Linked DNA regions of Mus musculus: region 2 is linked to region 1. A link is a contact called in public Hi-C data. All regions are on one chromosome and are shown on one strand. Each heading gives the region's core, a stretch centred on a gene start, on an enhancer-like site or on the middle of the called end of the contact. The rest is flanking DNA. Distances are from core to core; before and after follow the strand shown. Region 1 has its middle 200 kb from the start of D030045P18Rik. Region 2 has its middle 12 kb from the start of Gm25650.

Region 1 (4,537 bases), core at 948-3,447:
GAGTAAACGTGCTCCCTATTCCCAAAATGGAATCACTCAGTGATGTTCTCTAGAAGACATATCATCTTCCCATACTATCACTCCTACCCCTCATCTCACTCGGATGCCCCTTGCTATCTTCTCTTAGCTCTGATATTGACTGTGCCATTCCGTAAAGCTTACTTCTTCCTATTCCCATTTCCACCTCTACTAAGAACGCAAAAGTTTAGATTTGGTTCATGTTCGTTGTTGTTGATATTACTAATGTGTTCTTATTTGGCTTTTGAATTACTTGTTTTGGTTAATGAAGAAGTATCAGAATGTAATGAGTTTCAGTAAAATGGCCACTAAAACTCAAAAACAATGTTTTTTCTCTAGTTTACTACTCTTAGTTACTGTTCTATTGCTGAGAACTGAGACAACTAGTAGACAAAACGCATTTAATTGGTGGCTTGCATCAAGTTTAAAGAGTTGGTGATGACTAGCATGTCAGGAAACAGAGTCAGGCAGGTAGGTAGGTATCTGAGAGCTCACATCTGATCCATTAAGTTGTAAGCAGAGGGGGTGGGTGTTGGGCTTGGCCATGGACTTTAAAACCTCAATGCTCACCCCCAATGATATACCTCCTTGGTAAGTCCATACCATACCTCTTAATTCTTCTGAAAGAGTTCCACGAGCCTATTCTTATTCAAACTACAACTACTGAACAGGGCATTCAATGTCTTAATGTGCTGTAATTGTTGCAGAGAAAATATACAGAACAGGAGGGTGGTGGGGTGTGGAAGAAACAAAATATCTTAGAGAGGAGGTGATAACAATCAAAGGACCAACTCTTGGTGAAACTACTCAAGGATGCAGCAGACAATGAGTGCCAGGGATCCGAATGGAACCAGAGTTCTGTTGTGGGTAGAACGTGTAAGAAATGGACCTGATGTCCTTGTGTGGTCTATGATGACTTCCCTTTGGCCAGTGAGAATGCATCATAATCTTAGAAGAACAGTTCCTTTACATGTGAAGACTTACCTCCAAAATGAAATATCATTGTTATCTAAAGACATCCTCTTTGCCAATTAAAGCAAGAGTCACTGTTGAGGCTGATGTTTCATCATGGATTTGGAAGGCTGCAGAGAGCTAGTGTGGAGCTTACAGAACATTTTCTAGCCTTCAAAAAAAATTCATACTGGAAACATTTTTTTGCTTCGTAGGCATCACTGTCCCTCTGGAAACCCAGAGACTTTCTCACTCGCATTGTCAGGATTCTTCTGAGGTCCTGAATAAAGACAGTATCTTAAGGGCAGCTCAGACAGAACCCAGTGAATTCCGGACACTGGAAGACTTCAATTCTTCAGACTATCTATGATCCTTTCTCAACGAAATGTAAACTATCAAAGGGCTGAACTTTCAAAAGTACTGTTCCTACTGTAACTTTCCTCTTTGCACCTCTGCTATGAATCTTGATCCCCCAGGGCAATGGAAATACCTACAGCTGAATAAAGGAAGGGTCAAATACAAGAAAGCACAAAGATTAACATCTCAAGAGATGGTGTGACATTATCTAAGATAATTCTCCTCATGGCAGAAAACTGACATTTATAGAGCAGCTTGGCACTGTGGGGGTGGTTAAAGACACATCTTTAAATAATTTTGTGAGACAGAAGAAACTGGTATGACATCAACCCTGTTAGTAAGACTAGCTCTATTAACGATGTAGGGCAGGTCAGAAGCCACCAGAAAAGCTCTGCAGGTGGCTGTCTTCCACAATTATTACTGTATTTTTAAGAGCACAAAGTACAGTTTGAAACTAAAATTCTGCTCCTACAATTAATAACACATTTATACAGTTATATGGAGCCTTTCACCAGACCTTCAAATACTAGACTTTTTTTTCCTTCTTATCAAAATACAGAGGGGATGATGGCAAGCTGATAAAATGCTCTGAGGAATTGTCTATTCTTTTATCTGTCCTTCCCTGGCCTTCAGTTTGCCAGATTTTTCTCTCTGTGTAGTTTAATTACATGTGAAAGGAATTCAAATAACACATTTGTGCTGTAGCATATTTGAATTAAATGCCAAGAAAAAAAAACGTTTTATTATTTGCTTTTATTGCTATTCATTTGTACATTCATTTGACAATACTGACTCAAGCTGCTGTGTGCTCTCTTAAGCTCCAAGTAGTTTGTATCCCAGAGCGTCATCCAAGCTGCATAATTAGAGGGAAGAAATAGCTTTTCTCTAATGCTATATAGAGACAGCATAATCTCAGCAAGTTCTGTTTCCACCCATTGTGAAGCTGTCTTATATAAATGATACACTTCTTTTTTTATGAATGGTCTACTTCTTGACATTCTGGTCCCAATCAGACATACATGTTCTAAAAGTTAAAATCAGTTGGAAATCATTGATCAGACAAACACAGCCTAGAGCAGTGGTTTTTCAACCTTCCTAACACTGTGACCCTCGGATTCAGTTCTTCATGTGGTGGCGACCCCCAACCATAAAATTATTTTCCTAGCTACTTCATAACCATAATTTTGCTACTGTTATGAATCATAATATAAATATTTGTGGTTTTGGATGGCTTCAGGCAACCCTTGTAAACAGGTCAATGAACATCCACAATGAGGTCACAACCTACAAGTTGAGAACTGCTGGTATAGAGGGAGCTAATTATTACTGATGAAAGTAAAGCCTAGCCAGGAGAATTATTCTCATCTTATTGAAACATGCACATGCAACTACTTAAAGTCGTGCACTGGTATGACTGGAGAATTTCTTCATTCAGCCATCCATTTCCTCACCATCAGCTGGGGCCTTACTCTGAGTAAGAGGCACTAAGCTGTAAAGAAAGACTATCAAAGACCTTTCTTTGATATTGAAAATAGTCTGTCTCTGTTCTCAAATAGGTTCGCCCTTGTGTCTTTGCTCCTGAGGTAGGTCTTTCTGGCATAAGTAAATTTAGCTTGATTTTTGGAGCAAATGCTCTTTCGTCCTAAGTGTCACACTGAGCTGGGATGATGTAGCTTCCTGTCTTCTTTGCACAGGCCCTAGCAAGTTCCCTAACATATGGCCATTCAAGGTGCATTGCCAGCTTTTCTCATTTGTTTTCACTTACCAAAAGTCATAGGAACTACATGAAACCCATGTTTTTCCAGCAAATAAACTCAAGGTCAAGATCACTGGTTAGAGGGTGATCTTGACCTTGAGTTTATTTGCTGCATTGTGTGCAAATTCCTAATCAAGAAAGAAACCCATACATGCAGACTGGGAGATTATCAGTAAAATTGGAAATGGAGAAACATCATCATGTTCTGATAATGAAATTAAGTAAAGAAAGACCACACACAAATGAAGTATCCAAATGACGGAATTCCTTGAGGCTTTGAATATGCTACTGATCCAGGATAGTCTGGTTTATGGAGGTATATATAGTAATAAAGAACTAAGGCAGCTGGGAAGCAAATGCTCTCCCTTCTCAAGTGTCTTACGTTTTCCTTTCTGACAAGGTTGATATATAGGCTATGACTAGGTTTTATATCTTCGTTTGTATATCTGTGTGAAGCCAAGTTCTTTTTCACAAAGACTCTGGCTTGTGTCGTTCATGACATTCTGTGGTGAAGATTTATTCCCTGACCTTATCCTTTGGAAAGGACAACCTGAAATACTGAAGTTGTGGCGTTGGCAGATTATACCATGAGTTATTTCTTTTTCCCAGAGGAAGTCTTACCACCTGAAGGCAAAGGCCAAGAGCAGACCTCACCTGATGGCAATAGCTTTGCCGAAGGGACATTTGAACAGGATCTGGGATTAGAATGCCACAGGAGGCTCTGATGGCAGTCATTATGCAAATACAGAGCTCTGGCAACTTTTTATTCATCTTTGAACCCTTATGACGTATCAGAAGACACTTAACTAGAAAGTCATAATTTGTAAAAGGAAGAACTGTTCTAAACACCACCTTTGTTGGGTTATTTCTAAAATCTTAAAAGCAAAGAAAATACTTCTAAATGAAGTTTTCAAATTATACTCTGTTGACTTTCTAGGATTAAACTTCATCTTTAGAATGTTTTGACATTTCGTTTATATTTCTATTTCTATTTATTTATCCTATTATTTCTATTGCAGTTCCCAAGTGGGATTGAAAACTCCACCCTGACTAACAGACTTAAGCTAACAGGAATGGTGTGTATTTTTAATTCTGTAACTGTGCACTGTTTTGAACTGACTTCCAAACATCAACATGAAAACTGTACCACTTAATTTTTTCCTGAGTGCTATCTTCTTTAACAATTGTCTGACAACTAGCTTCTAAACTCCTCTGCTAACCATAAACTAAACTACATTAAAACTGGAAATTCTGGGATCTGACAAGCAAGGATCTTCAAACTTAGGTAAACAGGATTAAATTGGTTGTTTAACAACAATTCAGTATAGACCAGGATGGCTGGTCTTTGTTCTTACTACCACTTCCTAGAGCAACATCCTGGGCATCTTCATCCTATAACAAAGATGATCCAAAGAGAAAATCCTTATCTTGAGGTTTTATTGCTGTAAGGAGACA
Region 2 (4,537 bases), core at 1,481-3,980, 820 kb before region 1:
GATAGCTTCAACAAGAAACACAGATAGAAGATCTCTGCCTTGGCTTACCCTGTCATAACAAGAAAGAAATGAATTAGAAATGTATGGGACAGAGCTAGGCTTATTCTACATAAAAGGAACTTAATGACTAGGAAACAGTTTTAAGCTTACAGTGACAGATTTCTTTTCACCCCATAACTAGTTCTTCCTCATTTGTCTGGCAGTATGTCCTTCATCAAGTTAGTTAACATTTTTATTCCATTTGATTATAAGACCACTTCTTTTTGCTGATGTTTATTTATTCCTTCTAATGCTGGCATTGGGAATTGACCCCAGATCCCCAGTACACTAGACAAACTAAGAGTCTACCAGAGAACCCAGCATTCATATTTTGCTTTCTATTTGTAGACCAAAAAATTGTGGTTATTTACATAAGAAAATCCTTGGTCACCAGGGAGTGGCGCTATTTGAAAGTATTAGGAGGTGTGGCCTTGTTGGAGGAAGTGTGTCATTGAGGGTGGGCTTTGTGTTTTCAAGACCATTCAAGTCCAGAGGCTTTTGTTCTTCTTGCTGCCTGACGATCCAGATGTAGAACTCTCAACTGCTTCTCTATCACCATGTCCCCTGTGTGCTGTCATGCTTTCTGTCAAATGAAAATGGACTAAACCTCTGAAAATATAAGCAAGCCCCAATTAAATGCTTTTCTCTATAAGAGCTGCCATGGTCATGGTGTCTAATCACAGCAATAGAACAATAACTAAGACAAATCTCATTTTGAAACAGACTAATGATTTTGTCAGCAAATATTTCAAAAGAGGGCCAACTAAAAGAAGTATTTAATAATAATAATAATAATAATAATAATAATAATAATAATAATAATAACAAATTAGAGAAAAATATTCCAGCTTTCATAAAACTGAAAACACATTTGATTTTCAGTAAATAAAAGGGTAATAAAAAGCTGGCATATTCTGAGAAAACTAAAACTTGGTTTACTTTCTTTAATAAAATTGTGAACTCTCTTTAGGCTCACTTTAGATCCTTCTATATTGTTTTTGACTTTTAAAATTAAATTGAAATGCTAAAGTTTTGAGCATGAAGCATAAATTTTATTTGACCTTTTAGGAAAAGCTATTTTTGTATATTCCTCAGAAGAGGAATCTGTGTTCTGTACCAATCATGTGCGGACAGGCCAGGTGGCAGATTATTTAGCATCTCAGTCTTTCACCTCTAGAGACCAGGGCTTAAATGTGGCTTAAAAGAAATACCCCAGAGTAATGTGTGTGCATTTTGAGGCCTTAAAATTGGGCTTAAGCAGCAATCACTTGCAGCTGCAGAGATGTTCTTTCAAAAGACATCAGAAATGTCACAGGACAAGACCCAGGGATTTCAATAAAGACATAAAGGCCACCCAGACAACCCAACTGGGACAAAGCTTATCAAAATAATGAACCTACAGGTCTGGAACTCTACTGGTCAATGAAAGGAGCCAAATGGGCTTTAAAAAAAAAAAAAAAAAAAAAAAAAAAAAAGGAAAGGAAAGGAAAGAAGGAAGAAAAATGGGTAGTTTCAAATAGATAAGCTTTAGCAGTAACAGCATCCCTAAAGACATGCAAATGAGATTGCCAAAAAGGAGGGGGGCACTAAAAACAAAAAACAAATAGTGTAGCTTACTAGTGCCCCCTAGTGTAACTTCTGTTCTACTTTATGCAGAATTTGATTCTTTAAATATATTTTAAAGAGAGTAAATAGGGTTTAAAAAAAATAATTGCAAGAGTTACAAAAACCCATGAAAAAGAAATGCAAGATTTATATTTTTAAGTCAGATATTAACATCCTAAATAGCTCAGCAGCATCAAAGCTAATAATGTGATTATGTGTATTAGGATCTAATAGTCTGACATCAGAGATAAATTAAAGAAGGACTGACAGACAGAAAAATGACAGCCTCTTTTCCTCCCATGCTTCAGCACAACAGCTCTCTCCCTGAAAAATGTTTTGCTTCACAGTCCCTCTGTTTTGCATCCTAATTTTATCCTGTGCCAACAAAACAGATTGTTTGCTAATTGATATCATAAAGCAAGACAGCCCAGTGAAGGATGATAATTCCTATTCCAGCCAGCGGCAGCTGATGGGGAGCTTGATAGAAATGCTGTCATTTTCAACAGACTGCCTACAATAGACTTTCCACTGTAAATATAGAGATTTGACAGAAGCCTCATCCACCCACCTTTAGTTTTGGAAATGAAATAATTCTCCTACAATATTCTTGTCACCCACTTTAGTTTTGCTACTTGAATTTTTTTTTCTCCTAAAATATGAATACCATTTGGTCTTTGTCAATTGGTAGACAATTGTTTTTTTTGTTGTTTTTTGTTTGGTTGTTGTTGTTGTTGTTGTTCAAAGTCATATGCAAGCTTATGAAGAGCCAATAAACTCGTCTGACTCTAGAAGGGAATAAAGTAACTGGAGTATGACCTATTATCCCATTAAACATTTGTAAAACATCAGGAACTTATAAAACTTGTAAATTTACTTCACATATTCCTAAATTCCACTGCCACTCTGAAAAGTAAAAATCATTTTCACGGTGCTCTTCCTCTTTCCTAGCAAAATCCTTTGTTCTTAGTAGGTTCAGCTTGTCAACCTAGAGAAGCATAGCAAACAAAGTATTCTGTGTATGCAGGACCTAATGTCATCAAGCATTAACAAATGTCTAGTGAGTCCCTACCGAATTCAGCTGGAGAACAATGCCTGTGTGATGCAAATAATTCAGTTGCAAGTGAGAAAACAAAGGCGCTGAGAGGTGGAGAAGGCAGGGTAATGATGGGATTTTAATAATTCCAGTTTAGCTCTCAAGAGGAGATGCATATAAAGAGGCAATGTACACAAGTCATAATTTGTAGCCATCTGCTTTGCTGGTTCAAAAGAGAATTCATTTTGGCTTTTAAAAAAAAAGTCATTTTTTTCACCTATTTGTACCCCATTACATAGTTTCTCCTTGGCTCTTCATTTTAATTTTTTGCCAAGCTGGAAAAAAAATAAAGAGTAATAGTTGATTCTGAAATGTTAAATCATCAAATAGGCATGTTTCTCTCAAATACTGAATCTACATGTAAGCATGTGTGTATGTGTGTCTTTGTGTGCATACAATGTGCATCTGCCTGTGTGTGTGTGTGTGTGTGTGTGTGTGTGTGTGTGTGTGTGTGTGTGTATTGACCATAGAAAAGAAACCTTAAGGAGAGAAAAAGAAATCTGAAATAGTGGAGGGAATAAAAATGACTTGGAAGCAGCAGGGGAGACTCTGGGTGGAGGAAGGATGGTGGCCTACTTTACTTGCTCTTACTGTGATGAACATCATGATCAAAAATCAACTTGTGGAGCAAAGGATTTATTTGCTTACAGAGGCTATAGTCCATCATCAAAGGGAGCTAAGGTAAGAGCCTGAAGCACAAAGGGAAGGAGGAATGATGCTCGCTACCTTGCTAACTATGGCTTGCTCAGCTAGCTTTCTCATAGAGTTTATGCCCATTTGACAAGAAATGGTACCACCCACATTGGGCTGTCCCTTTCCTAAACAATCATCAACCAAGAATATTCCCACAGGCCAAACTTATGAATGCAATCAGTTCTTCAATTAAGTTTCTCTCTTTCCAGGTATGTCAAATCGCAATGGGGATTAGCCATCAAAGAAAAACACCAGCAAGATGTGGCCTGGGAAATGGAGGTCAATGGGAGAAGCAAATGACCGAAAACATTTAAAACATTTATGTGTATAAAATGCCCGTTGCTTTATATGCTAACGTAAAAAGTAATTTAGAAAACAGCCAAGGTAGAAGAAAATTAAGGAGATTAGAACAACCCTCCCAACCTCTTTTATCATTTAGCAGTAAAGGAAACTGACACCCAGAAATGTGGACTCATGTGTTGACAATGACATCACAAGTTAGTAGCAAAGGGTGAAATAAAGAAAATGTCTACTGTACTATGGGTTTGAAACATAGCTATGCTTTTGGTACAAAACAAAATCTTTTTAAAGGGCCTTTTAAAAAATGTTCAATATTCTACCATTTGAAGCTTAAGTCTCAACAATTTAGTTCTTAAAATGGGCAATGGAGTAGGGCTGAGCCAGGGGAATAAACTGCAGAATGGACTGGAATCCCATCAGAGTTGAAAGCAAATTGTTTTGCAGTCTAAAGTTAATCCTGAAGTAGTATTTGATGGACTTTTAATTAAGCAACAAACATCTATACAATTGTGAGACTGTCAATTTCTATTCTCAACACTCTAATTTGAAAACCATTAATTGATACAATCAAGGGACTTTGTTAAATTATGAATAACCACACATCTCCACTATCTCTTTACTATCAAGTTCTCTATATTTTCCTATAAATTTATAGAAAAACTTTTACATTGTCAGGTATTGGTTATCATTAATAAATGCAGTTTAATATACATCGAAGTAACTTTATTATTTAGTTAAAGTTTTGTCTAAAGACTATTCCTATTTCACGTCTGCCTGTATGTCAAGGCTCAGTGCTCATATATTTCA

Evidence for each region. Hi-C and Micro-C count contacts between places; a contact is called where the count stands out from the background.
Region 2: a Hi-C map of cortical neurons shows a contact between it and region 1, with 2.2 times the contacts expected there. The contact joins two enhancer-like sites. A contact is called at or near these places in 2 of 484 Hi-C or Micro-C datasets (both in cortical neurons) and 1 of 115 datasets of contacts at active chromatin or transcription factors (astrocytes).

Annotation. Positions count from the first base shown.
Region 1 is chr10:46,004,166-46,008,702 of GRCm38.p6, reverse strand. No RefSeq gene overlaps it. Among named protein-coding and RNA genes, the nearest start is that of D030045P18Rik, 200 kb to the right of the region's middle. Within about 2 kb of position 2,197, at least 7 of the 459 cell types and tissues checked have an H3K27ac peak or open chromatin away from gene starts, as enhancers often do. A contact at or near this core is called in cortical neurons, where this site is marked.
Region 2 is chr10:46,824,389-46,828,925 of GRCm38.p6, reverse strand. No RefSeq gene overlaps it. Among named protein-coding and RNA genes, the nearest start is that of Gm25650, 12 kb to the left of the region's middle. Within about 2 kb of position 2,730, at least 25 of the 459 cell types and tissues checked have an H3K27ac peak or open chromatin away from gene starts, as enhancers often do. A contact at or near this core is called in cortical neurons, where this site is marked.